Linked DNA regions of Mus musculus: region 1 is linked to region 2. The links are chromatin contacts, called in public HiChIP or PLAC-seq maps. All regions are on one chromosome and are shown on one strand. Each heading gives the region's core, a stretch centred on a gene start, on an enhancer-like site or on the middle of the called end of the contact. The rest is flanking DNA. Distances are from core to core; before and after follow the strand shown. Region 1 has its middle 20 kb from the start of Ubtd2. Region 2 overlaps Nprl3 (nitrogen permease regulator-like 3).

What was found. HiChIP or PLAC-seq counts read pairs in DNA pulled down with a chosen protein or histone mark.
Region 1: a FOXA1 HiChIP or PLAC-seq map of pancreatic cancer cells shows a contact between it and region 2. The contact joins two enhancer-like sites. A contact is called at or near these places in 1 of 484 Hi-C or Micro-C datasets (cortical neurons), 1 of 115 datasets of contacts at active chromatin or transcription factors (pancreatic cancer cells) and 2 of 9 other capture datasets (adipose tissue and liver).

The regions. Positions count from the first base shown.
Region 1 is chr11:32,431,568-32,438,281 of GRCm38.p6, forward strand. No RefSeq gene overlaps it. Among named protein-coding and RNA genes, the nearest start is that of Ubtd2, 20 kb to the right of the region's middle. Within about 2 kb of position 4,299, at least 134 of the 459 cell types and tissues checked have an H3K27ac peak or open chromatin away from gene starts, as enhancers often do. A contact at or near this core is called in pancreatic cancer cells, where this site is marked.
Region 2 is chr11:32,248,923-32,255,844 of GRCm38.p6, forward strand. It overlaps Nprl3 (nitrogen permease regulator-like 3), which reads right to left. Exons shown (of 13, transcript NM_181569.3): 3 at 6,517-6,646; 4 at 4,953-5,027; 5 at 1,203-1,356. Among named protein-coding and RNA genes, the nearest start is that of Nprl3, 15 kb to the right of the region's middle. RefSeq lists enhancers at 1,626-2,936, 1,628-2,936, 1,871-3,487, 1,882-2,447, 1,929-2,442 and 1 more. Within about 2 kb of position 2,644, at least 56 of the 459 cell types and tissues checked have an H3K27ac peak or open chromatin away from gene starts, as enhancers often do. A contact at or near this core is called in pancreatic cancer cells, where this site is marked.

The DNA.
Region 1 (6,714 bases), core at 3,049-5,548, 180 kb after region 2:
GATTACATAGAAATTTACAGAAATAAATAAGTAATTCTGAGGGTAAAAAAAAAGTATATAAACACCTGTAGAAGTCTTCGATTTGATTTAAAACCATTGGGTCACATGGTGCTTGCATGTGTGTATGTGATTTATACTTCTGGGTACAGTTGTTCACAGGCCGGAAGACGACATCAGGTGTCTTCCTCTACCCTCTTCATCGTCTGTGATCAGACAGTGCCTCTTGTTGATGCTGGAACTCACCCATTTTGGCTAAGTCGGAGTCAGTGAGCCTCTGGGATCTGTCTCTTCCCATCCCATGGTGCCAGGATTACTGGCACTAAAGGCCATGCATGATTTCTGTTCAGAGCCTGGAGGTTTGAACTCAGATCTTCTCACTTTCACAGAGGGCATTTCTTCACACACAGCTATAACCCCAACCCCTATGTTGAAGCATTTGAGGGACCACCATAATGTTTCTATAGCTCCCCGTTATTAGTTTCTGGTCACATTCTTGAATAAAAATGGTTGTTCAAATTTAGGTGAGTTTGTACCCACCTAGAGATAGCAAACTTCTTATACACCCCTAGTATTTACACTTACACTATTTTAATTATGGTACCAATATATAATATGTATATAAGGAAAACAGGTGCAAGCGTCCTCCTTGCTGCTATAATAGAAATCAAAGACAAGCGCCTTGGAGCTGGAGCGATGACCCAGCAGTTAAGAGCACTGGCTGCTCCTCCAGAGGATTTGAATTTGATTCCCAGCATCCAGATGGCCACTAAGAATCTCTGTAAGTCCAGTTCAAGGGGCTCCAATGCCATCTTCTGACCTCTCAGGGCACTAGACACACATATGGTGCACAGACATATATGTAGACAAAATACCCATATACACACATGAATACATATTTTTTAAACTATGACCACCTTTAGAAACCACTCACAGCTACCAAGATTGTACCTAAGCAACACTAACAGCCTCAATGTTGCTACTCATCTCCAACATTTGTGTATTATAAACATGTTCATATATTTACACATATAAGTGTGCATACATTATGCCCCCCAGCTTTGCTGCAGTTGTCTCTCTGCACACGGACATATGGAGTCTTAGTGGGGGCAGGTGCTTGGAGTCTTTCTAGATATGCTGTACTGTGAGGCTCACCTTACTCTAATGGCAATACTGGAGAAGCTTTGGCCAGGCAGAATCCATTTTACCCTCATTGGGCACAAATATATCACATTGGTATGAAGTCACACTTGCATCTTTTCTCCTCAGCCTGGGAAATTAGAAGTACCAGTCTGAGGCCCCCATTCCCTTGTTCAGAGCACTTGGTTACTGGAGCCAACATGCGTGTCCTTTAGCATTTCCACGTCCATTTTTATCTTAATGGAATCAAAATGAAAACCAGAAAGTCAATACTTCGATGTATAGCTCACTGCTAAGTTGCTTGCCTGGCACAAGCGTGGGCCTGAGTACCATCCCTGATGCTGTAAAATGAGAAAGGAAAGGATGCCAACATTCTCATTGGGAAGTTTTGCTTTTGTTTTTGTTTTGTTTTTTATAGGCATGTATTACTACTACTCTGGGCTCCACATTAGCTTTTTAAAATTTATTTATTTTTATTTCATGTGCATTGGTGTTTTGCCTGCGTGTGTGTCTGTGTGAGGGTGTCAGATACCCTGAAAATGGAGTCACAGACAGCTTTTGAGCTGCCATGTGGTGCTGGGAATTGAACTCAGGTCCTCTGGAAGAATAGCCAGTGCTCTTAACCTCTGAGCATCTCTCCAGCCCCTGGGAAGTTTTGTGGGGTTTTTTTGTTTATGTTTTTTTGTTTTGTTTTGTTTTTTTCTGACTCTGCTTTACCATCCAAGCCTGGAATGAACAGACTTCCCAGCTGGAGACTTTCTGAGGAACTTCCCTCCTTTTTGGGGTGCCCTCTCTACAGGGCAGAGGAAAGCACAAAAGCTTGTGCAAGCTCTGGGTGATGCAGAAGTGCCACACAAGATTCACTTTGGACTAGAACTGGCACCCCAGTGACACATGGCAATAGGGGGGCAGGACAGACAGACACAAGGCTCCTGTAGTTTCCTTCTTGCCCCTAAATAGACTGTCGGAAATAGAATGGGCAGTAGGAAGCTGGTCAATTTAATCAATAAGTTATTTCATATATTTCCATATGAAAACAAAAAAGAGTGTGTCGTGCAACAGAATAAAAGGTGACCTATATCTTAAGATAAAACTTCAGAGATAAAGACTTCATAGAAATATTGACTTTGGTGGGCTGCTTGGGGCCAAGCCCCAGAACTAGGCTCAGAAGAGAAAGTGAGACAGGAAAGAGGACCAAGTGTTCTGTCACTAGACCACAACTATGGGCAGACGTGCTTTCCAGTTGTGTGCCACTGGCTGGGTGCATTGTCAGTTCACACTAAATTCTACCTAGCATGCTCAGGAAAAAAGTGGCCCTCACAAGGGCCCTGGCCTTCCTGGCTGACAAAGGAAGAGTGTCTTAGTTAGGGTTTTACTGCTCTGAACAGATACCATGACGAAGGCAACTCTTATAGGGACAACATTTAATTGGGGCTGGCTTACAGGTTCAGAGGTTCAATCCATTATTATCAAGGAAGGACCATGGCAGCATCCAGGCAGGCATGATACAGGAGGAGCTGAGAGTTCTACATCTTCATCTGAAGGCCACTAGAAGAAGACTGATGCTTCCACACTAGGTAGAACTTTAAAGCCCACCCCAACAGTGACACACTTCCTCCAAGGCCACACCTACTCCAACAAAGCCACACCTACTCCAACAAGGCCACACCTACTCCAACAAGGCCACACCTACTCCAACAAGGCCACACCTACTCCAACAAGGCCACACCTCCAAATAATGCAACATCCTGGGTCAAGCATATTCAAACCACCAAAAAGGGTTTGTTTATAAAAGCAAATTCTTCCCCCAAAATTGGAGCTTTTCAAAACTTTTTCAACCAAGGACTGAGGAGATGATGTAGTCATTTAAATGCCTGCTATACCAGCATGAGGAGTTAAGCTCAGAGCTCCAGCACATACCTTCTTCAGATGGACATGTTGGCGTGTGCCTGTAATCCCAGCACCCAGGAGGCAGAGGCAGAGTTGCTGCAAGTTTGAAGTTAGCCTTATGTACATACTGAGTTCCAGGCTAGGCAGGGCTACAGCAGGCGATACTACCTCAAAACAGAGACACTTCAGCTCTTCCCCAGAGCAGGAGAGTGAGGCCTGCACCTTATTAAGTGTTGTCTGTATTTAACTGCCTTTATTTTAACCCTTGGCAGGGTTTTAGTTAAGAAATGCATGTTTTAGGAGAAAGAGTCACTGAGAAATTCTCCACTCCCAGGACATATTTCAACTATTCAAAAGCAGGACAGGAATAGAAAAGACAATCAGAGACTAGTACCTATTTCCTCTTTCTTTCCTTCCTCCCTCCCTCCCTTCCTCCCTCCCTCCCTCCCTTCCTTCCTTCCTCCCTCCCTCCCTCCATCCCTTCCCTCCCTCCCTCCTTCCCTCCCTTCTGTCTTCCTCTCCCTCCCCCTCTCCCCCATCCCCTTCTCCTCCTCTCCCCCTTTCCTCCCCTCTCTCTTCCTCTAGTTCTCTTTCTCTTTCTGAGACAGGGTCTCACTGGGTAGCTCTGGCTGGTCTGGAACTTCTGTGTAGACAAGGCTAGCCTTGAGTTTGAGAGACCTGCCTGCCTCTGCCTCCTCAGTTCTGGGATTAAAGGCTTGATACCCACTCAAGTCTTCTTGATCACTTTTTATTTTTTGAGACAAAGTTTCTCAGCTAACCTGAAAAAACAAATTTGAAAACAAACTCAGTGAGCAAGGCCAGCTGGACAGTGAGCTTCAGGGACCTACCTATCTCCAACCTCCTGGGTTTCAAGACTTTTGACTTGGGTCTGGAGATCTGACCTCCGGTCCTTGCATTTGTGTGTCAGGCACTGTATTGGTGTTACCACCTCCCCCACCCCATCCCCCATCTAGAGCTCTCCTTCTCACACCTGAACACACGGAAGGTGTGGGTACCAGACCACAGGCTCACATGGCTGCTGTGTGCCTTACTCATCAGTTCCGTCATCAGCTACATCATCCTATGAGGCTGAGGACAGCAAAACACTGTGGAGACAGCAAAGTGCTTTGCTGACAGGGAGACCAGTATAGAAGCCTTCTTCTAAGAACAGTCTCTGTCTGCCCATGGGGGAGGCCTGGTACTGTGTTCATGAGAGGCAGAGCTTACCCCTCCCCTCCAATAAGGGAGTCAGTAACATCTGCGGAGAACATGCTCTTGGCTGGGCATTTCCCTTGTACACACATCATCTAGGAATGCGGGGCCCCTTGAGCAGGCCCCTCCTTTATGGCCCAGACTCAAGGCAAACAGATTTCCTGGAGCAGGGCTGCCTCGAAAAGAAGGGCCTGGGCTTGGAGCCTGTGTGGACAACCCTGAAAGTTCTATTTGTGCCTGAGAGTGCAGAACACCCATCTTCTTTCTGGAATCTACTTCTTTCTGGAATCTACTCTAAATCATGTGTGTTGCTGGGAAACTGGAAAAGAAGGATGTATTTATAGTGTGACTAGGAAGACCCCTTATGAAGGGCAGGCAACTATGTAGAAGGTTATAGGACAGCTGCAAAAAAACCCTAAAATTCAATGATGGAGGGGCACAAAGCAGGAAAAAGCAATCTGTTTGTACAATACTGGAAAGGCCAAAGCCCTGTGCATGGCAGCATCGTTATTAAAACTTGACCTGGCCGGGCAGTAGGAGGCAGAGGCAAGAGGATTTCTGAGTTCAAGGCCAGCCTGGTCTACAGAGTGAGTTCCAGGACTGCCAGGGCTATACAGAGAAACCCTGTCTCAAAAACAAAACAAAACAAAACAAAACTAAAACAAAACAAAACTTGACCTGAGTGGCCCTGTACCCATCACTGCTGTCACCTTGCCCCGCCTGTACCAGCCATTTTTCAATATTATATTATAAATAGATTAACTAAGGCATGACATGTGTCACCTTAACAGGAAGCTTTATCTCTGCGACAATAATCAGAAAGCTTTGTATAGTTTGAAGAAAAAAAAAAGTAAGTTCAGAAAAAATGAACTAGCATCATGTTCCAGCTAGGCTTAGTCTCATGGTGAGGAGCCTGACTCCGAGGCCTGCTCATTCTCTGTCAGGAGACAGGGAAGTCAGCACCCTCTAAGAGGCATTAAAGACAACACCAAATGCAGGTTGCACAGTCCTTAGAACAAAAGAGCGGCAAGATCACTGGAAAGTCCCAAGTGCACACAACTCAGCACCAACCATGCATCTGACCTGCCCATATTAACCTGTCCACACTTGAAAATATGTTGGATTTCCATGCCTTGGTCAGGTCTCAAGAGCAACAGCAATGCAACCAGAAGACAGATGTGGTAAGGAATCAGGCCGAGGGAAGCGGCTCTCTGGAAGTCAGCCGTGTAGCAGGGGACAACACATATATTTCAGACTCTCCAAGTGACAGGCAAACAGGACAGGCACACCTAACTCACCTTTTCTGGGTTGAGAGATAAGTATTCAATGAAGTTTATGGTTAAAATGATTTTGATTGTAATTAAAATTATCTGATTACCTTTTCAAAAGTCCCACCTAAAATTAAAATAAGTTTTTTTTTCAACTCATTGTGTCAAAGGAAACAAAACAAGAATTCTCTATAGAGACTGTAGCTTTAGCATGTGTCACACTGCATTGTAATCTGTTGTTTATGTGACTGTCACCTCCACTAAACTGAGCGGGACCCTCTAGGCAAACATCTTCTGTCACTCCTCCTCTCCACTTCCAGAGTCTCTGGGAGAGAGCTGGCTTCTCAACTCCCCCACTCCCCCACCCCTGCCGTTTGCTGCGTGAACAGGCCCAGATGGGACAGAGTGGAAGAAGGTGAAAAAAGAGTCAAGAAAAACCCTAGACTGCTTCTGATTTGTTTTCTTGGTGTGACACAGAAGCTAAACAGGTTTAGTGATCTGAGATTTTTGCCAGCAGAACACAGGCGGCAGTGACAATACCTGTGGCATAGAGTTAGTGTCAAGATTACACTTGGGATGATTCACACAGCTCTGGGATACAGTTAACAGCAGCTGCCACCACTATCCTTACTGTATGACAGATTGCAAATGACTTAGCTTGTTCAATACAATTAATAAAATTAGCTTGTACAGAAGTAGCCTGCAAGGACATATATGACCTATATATATATTGAGTATCTTAGAACTCAGAATCACTTTGAAGTTTAGATTGAAATATTTGCATATTGCAAAATGAGATATGCTAGGGAGGAGACTGAGCCAAATATGAAATTGATTCATGGATCATCTACACATAGCCTGATGACAATATTATTTTAATTTTTTAAAACTTCGAGGTTTTTTGGGGGGGTTAGTTATTTTTATTTGTGTGTGTGTGTGTGTGTACTTATATGGTGTGTGTGGGGGGGGGGTACACGTGTGTTGCAAGGCATCTGCCCTTGAGGAGGATGCCGGGTTATCCTGTTCTACCTTTGAGTGTCTTGTTCCTTTGAGATAGGGTCTATCTCAGCTTCACTCCTGCTGCTGTGATAAAATACCTTGGCAAAGCATCATTTGGCTCAAGGTTCAGGTACAGCCCAGCTCTTCCAGGAATTCAAGATGGCAGAAACTTGATGCATCCGTAGTCAAGAACAATAAATTAATATAT
Region 2 (6,922 bases), core at 1,394-3,893:
TTCTGGATTGTTTCCTAGCATACTTATAATTAGCTAATATAAAAATCATGAGTGTTGTTTGTTTGCTTGTTTTTGCTTTGTCTTGGGCCCTAGGGCTGGAATCCAGAGCCTTACATAAACTAGGCAACCACTCTACAATGATTCCCAGGCCCATAATATAAGTAGTTTTGTTTTAGAGACACGGTCTCTCTCTCTATATCCATGACTGTCCAGGAGCCCAGAGATTCACTGGCCTTTGCCTTCTATAGGCTAGTATAAGAGGTGCACGCCACCATGCCCACCTAATTTTCCAAGGAAAATAAGTAAAGTTTTCACTGAAAATACATTAGAATCAGACAAGACTTTGTTAGTTTGTAATGATTTGTTCTAATTTCTGTTCCTCATTCTTTCTTCTGTAGCTGATAAGCCTAGGAGAAGGAAGCCGAGGTCATTCCCAGTTTCTTTCCAATGTAGTCCTCTGGGCACTCTAAAGGTTACACAGTGTCTATCAGCACAAATTATTTTTTGATTAGTTAGGGGACAGTTAGGTTCTTCAGCTTTTAAATTATAAGTTCCAAGTATGGAAATCACCCAGTTTACCAGCTGGATGTTCTCAATGGCCCCTCCCTGAGTTTCCCATCCCAGGACAAATTTGTGTAGCAGAACCAATGCCAGGCATTCTGTCCTAAATGAAAGGTGGTCGATCATATAACAATGTGTGGGGTCATTCCTAGAGAGATCAATTCAGACCCATGCATTTAGCACAGCAGATTCATATATGAACCCCTACAAGAGACTTTCTGTGCTGGTCATGACCAGCTCAATGTGTAGTTCTTGTAACTTCTCTAGCCAGTCTCTGCTTACTGACAGAGACAGTAAGGACTTCCTCTCCAGTACCCAGCTCACCAAATCCAAAGCTTTGGTTAGCTTCTGACAGTTGTGTTATGGTGTTGGAGAGGCCCTTGGAGATGGAGATTCTCTGTACTGTCCGCATACCCCAAGTCCACAAAGAGAACTGGCATGTGATCAAACTTGCAACCAGGCAGCAAGCCTGCCCTTCCCTGCACAGAGGATCTCTTTAATAGTATCCCTGGAACTAGAGAGCCAACTTAGAGCATTATCTGAAATTGCCTCAAAACAAAGCAGAATGACCAGTTGGTCCTCTAGAGATACTACACAAAGAGAAGCCATCAGACTCGAGCTCAGCAGGCTGCTGCACTTACCATCAGCCATAGCAGACACCTCATCCTGAAGTGCTAGGATCAGCTTGGCCTCTCGAGTGAGGTACTGGCAGCGGCGCTCCTCATGCTGCAGGACAGTAGCAATTCGGCGGGACAAGTTGTGTAGACAGTTTATCACTGATGGATCAGCATTGGCCTGCACACCAGAGGTCAAACACTCAGAATATGTATGCAGAGACACACTTATACGTCTCTAATACAAAAGCATAGACCATGACAGATGCCCTCTCCATTCCTTGCCACTAGGTTTCTCTACATAGTAACTGCCACCCAGAGTTCCCTGTGCATGCTCCTAGCCTACCTATATACATGCTGGCTGACTTCCTCATCTTCTAGTCTTGGGAACAACTGTCTAGAAGGTTGCAGAGATGACTCCATGGGAGTCCTCTATGGGGAACACACATTCCCACTGTGCTATGACTGTAGAGAAAATCAAGGGACAGCTAAGGGCACTGATTCCACCCACCTATTATGATATGATCTTGGGTCACTGGTCATCATCTGAAGAAGGAAAACTAGCAAGCAGAGGAAACTAGTCAAACACATACAGCACTCAGAACAGAGGTTGACCTGAGCAAAACCTTGGAGGTATCTGTAATCACTGTTGTGCACTGACCACTCATGAACATGTCTGGCCTATAGTATATAGGAATTCATTCACAACAGGCCACACGGTTCCAGAACAAACAACATAAAAGTGTTATGCTATTTGCTAAACATCTGTCAGGGATGAATTATTCCTAGCTAATCTGTTAATCAGATTACCACTAGGCTCCTGGCCCATGTCTCTCACAAGCATCTACTGCATACCTACACTAACTAGGTCAAAGTAGCATACACCCATCTGGAACCTATCAGTGACCATAGTCAACAGCAGGTGTACACACCCAGGCCAAGGGTGGAGCAGACCACTGTGGGATCTATGGAGATGCTTGAACGAGCAGATAACTAAGCCAAGCATGACTCAGAGTTTCTAGAGGCCACTAGGACTGCTGAGTAATACTTGGGGGTACAGAGTCAGAAAGGAAAGGACAAATGGTACCACTGATTAGGACCTCTGACGCTGTTTTCCCATCCTGTTTATTTGCCAAGTGACCCTGTGCCTGTTACCTTAAGTCAAAATCTTACCCTGACAACACCTTGTACACCTGCAGTTGGGAAGACTTTCTACATTCTCAATAAGCCACACACTTACAAAGAGAAGCAAAACCTGGGCAGACTTGCAGCCACCAGGCCGTCTGCCGTGACACTTCATGCTCAGGGCATCTCCTTGACCATGTCCTAAAAGGGCTGATTTACAATAGCCTCAATACAAAGTACACATTCACAAGAGTCCGTATAAAAATACTCCACTAGAAAGCGGGGAGAGAATACTCTTAGACACAAACTTTTCCTCTGACTAATGACTGAAGTCACAGTGAGTCATTCTCTCTGCTGGAGGTGCCACTAGCTGAGGTACAAAAGCATCCCTATAGCAGCTGGGGGGGACCAACTGTTTGAGTGTCCCCTTTGTGCGAGGTAGTTCTCACCCCCACACCATAAGGCTCAATGACATACACTAAAGGGATATCTGGTATGTCTTGTTTGCTGCCTTCAGCACCCAAGGCTATGCAGGGACACGCTGAGAAAGCTGCCACCTAGAATGAGGCAGAGTTTAATGGGAATGCTAACAAAAAGTGTATTTACAGCTAGGTATGGTAGCTTACCCCTATAATGCCATCACTTGGGAGGTAGAAGGATCAAGCTCAAGCCTACATAGGAAGGTTAAGGACAGCCTGGCCTATGTGACACCATCTCAAACAAAGTGAACATTCACAGTACAGGGTAAGAAATAACACCAAAGTTAATATATCGTCATCCATGGGACTTTCTGCCTCCCAAAAGCATGTATCCAGATATAACTACACCTTCATAATAACTTCCAGTCTGCAGGACACAGAAAGTCTGCCCAATGAGACAAATCTGAACATGGGAAATGTGGCAGGACTAGTGGAAACAGAGAACACCACAGAGAGCAGGGTTTGCATCTTGGCTCATACAGGCCAACTGAAAACCATTCTCAATCAAGATGCTTTAACAGACCAAGTACTAGTTAATACTAACTTGTCATGGTTAATTCTTGTCAGATTCAAAAGGGCATTATGGCATAAAATAAAACTATTGTTTTACAGATATGTCTTGTAACAGAATACTGAATGGGTATATGACAGGTATGAGGCACATGGCTATAATCTTAGCACTTGTGAGGTGGAAGCAGGAGGATCAGGAATTCTAGGTCATCCTCAGATACATAAGTGTTCATGGCCAGCCTGGGATATACAAGACCATTTCTTTAAAAAGTAATAAAAGCCAGGCACGGTGGCCCACGCCTTTAATCCCAATGCTCAGGAGGCAGAGGCAGGTAGATTTCAGTGAGTTTCAGGCTAGTCTGATCTATACAGCAAGTTCCAGGCCAGACAAAGTTACATTCTGAGACCCAGTCTCAACAGAAACAAAACAAAAAGAGAGACAGTGCCAGAAAGGTGGCTCAGGGGCTAAGACCATTTGCTGTCCTTCAGGAGGTCCTGAGTTCTGTCTCTACACACATGTGGTGGTTCACAACTGCTTGCAAGTCCAGCTCCAAGGGGTCTGAGTCCTCTTCTGTCCTTGGACACACACATTGTCTCACGCTCATAAGTAAACATAAATCTAACAATAGAACGGTCACGAGGCCTAGGATTCCCTCTGAAATACAGACACAAACTGCTACTGGGCTTCTTATGGCTTTCCTGCTAAGAAATGAAATATGAATCTAGATAGCAGTGATCAACAAGGTAAATGATACATGGCGACATCACACGTGTACTAGGTGTAACTAAATTGTGCATTTTGTTTATTATTTGGTAATGTGATATTTATATGATATAGTAAGGTGTTACTCTATAGCCAATGACAATTCAAGTCATGCTGACTTAAATTGTATACTAAGTAATGGGGTACAAAGACAGGGTCTCATGTAGCCCAAACTGGCCTCAAATTCACTATGTAGCAGAAATTGACTTTGAGCTCCTAACTGTCCTAACTCAGTTCCCCAAGAACTGGGATTATAGGAATGTGCCACCTGTTCTAGCTGAGTGTAGGGTTCATCTGTGTTTGTTTGTGAGATAGGATCTCATTCTGTGGCACAGCCTGGCCTCAAATTTGTGGCAATTCTCCAGCTCCTGCCTCCCAAATGCTGGGATAACAGGTGTGCGCCACCATCCACTTTAAAATGGGAAGCATTCAGGGCTAAGGATGTAGCTTAGTAATAGAGGCCCTGAGCTCTATGACTACCACTGTTTTGTTTTTCCTCTCCCCTCCTTTTAAGATTTTATTTAATTTATGTATATGAGTACACTTTAGCTGTTTTCAGACACACCAGAAAGGGGCATTAGATCCCATTACAGATGGTTGTGAGCCACCATGCGGTTGCTGGGAACTGAAGTCAAGACCTTTGGAAGAGCAGTCAGTGCTCTCAACTGCTGAGCCATCTCTCCAGCCTATCTACTACTGTTAATAAAGTAAATATTGTTATGTGTATGTATTTTACAAAAAAGTTGGAGGAGGAAGGGGAGGAGAGAAAAGCAGTGAGCTACGTCCCCACAGGCACGTTACTAAAAGGGCAAGTGCCATGCCCACAGCCTGAGCTCCCTGGACACTGGCTCTTCTTCCTTAGACCCTCCTTTCGGACCTAACCACTTGTACAACACTCACCCTCAGTGCAAATACCACGTTAAAAAGAATCATGGTCGGAGCTTCCCGCTTTGGAGATGGATCTGTTTTGGAGACCTGTAAAAGAGCATAATTCTAATAAATCAAAACACACAGCATCTTATGTGTCTCTTTGTGACAGGTATCACTGTGAACTGCTGGGACCTAGAACTTAGTATGAGTCCAAGCTGGTCTTGAACTCAGTGATCCTACCTCAGGCTCCTAATACTGGAATCAGAGGGGCAAGACACCATGACCAGCAGAGAGCCACGACTTTCTATGGAAAGCTATAGTGCTTTTGCTCAGAGAGGAGTCACCCACCACACAAACAGCTGAATCACACGTGTGCCACAAGCAGAATGGCTTGTGCTTGAAGTTCAGTGACTGAAGAATAAAGCTGATGATGCCCAAAGTAACAGGACAGAAAGGAGTGCCCATCCCCTGCCACCATGGCAAGGACTCAGGACATTTAGAGATAAGAGAGTGTCCAGCAGCCCTGTTGCAAAGGGGCAGCCAGTCTTGCTACAGAACCAAGTCCATACCTCTCTCCAGTTCTGGCCTCCATGCAGTCTCAGTAACAAATGCCAAAGCATTCAAACACACCACTCAGAGAGGGACCACCCTTCAAACCTAAGTACAAGGGCTGCCTAGAGATGGAGTTAGAACCGTGGGTCCCAACTCTCCCTACAACACCCAGGAAATGTACCCATCCCTGACTGTCACTGCAATTCTACAGGAAATGACTGTCAACCCCTCCCTCTCACCCATAGACAGAACAGAGCCTTGTCATTAAAGACCACTGTAGGGAGGGAGGGGACTATCAGGTAAGATACTCCAATGGCCTCCAAAGTTCCTCATATGGATAAAGCTTGCAAGTCACACAGCTCTTTATACAATCTCTAAATGGTATGGCATACTGAAACATTTCTGCATCTAAGGGATGCTGTCATCATGGAGCTGGCCTGTATGCAAAGGGCTGGCTGGCTCTAGAGTACAAGTTCCTTTGGGTATCAACACATCGTACCTTTTTAACATTCCTCAGGACCCAAATACTCATCCATCAGAGAACATATATAGAAAGGTTAGCACAACAATATGTGTTAAAATATATTCGTTATCAAAATAGCATTTAACAGGAAGCACACATCATTTTTTAAAAGTTAGAACAATTATCAGTTAACTCATTGTTGCCTTCCCCTATATGTAAGAGGAAAGGCCAGTTAGCAGAGATCCAGACTATGGTCAGCTAAGGCTAGTAACAGAGCTGGGGATGTAGCTCAGTGGACCAATAATTGCACAGCATGTGGAAGACATGGGTTCCATCCACCACTGAATGAAAAGACAAGCTACTGGCAGGAACGATAGCACCTGGGGGCAAGTACCCTGTCATTTTCTGCTTAATGCCCTGGTCCTAGGAAGGCGTACAGCTCACAGCAAGTGGTTGATCAGATCTGCTGCCCTGATCACACATTCACCAGCATCAACATAAGCACATCTGACGCTCAGAGCCAGTAAAGGCAAGGCTCACCCACCCTAGAAAAATCCTACCTGCTGAGGAGAGCCATACCTGCCCCAGAGCATGCTGCAGCAGTGTTGGGTGCCCAACAAACCGTACATTATCAATCTTCAGTTCAAATTTTTGGCCGCACATTTCAGATTTGGTTGCCAAAATTGTTGCCAGAATAACATCCGAGAACCTTAAAATTGTAAAAATGTAGGATGGAAATGCATTAATGGAAATCACAGCACCATGCCCAGGTACCCACAAGTGGGGAGTGGCTCAGGAAATGACAGTTCTGTGAAGCTACTTTGTCCCCAGAGGGTGGCATTCCTATCAGTGACTCTCTTGCAGCAATCCCAAGGTTAGGGATGTGAAATCACCAGAATTACAGGTAGAAGGCAGGAAAAGCACAGGCTGAAGGCACATGCTGTCATTTCTGGCATGCTGTATGAAATTAGAAGAGAAACAGCTG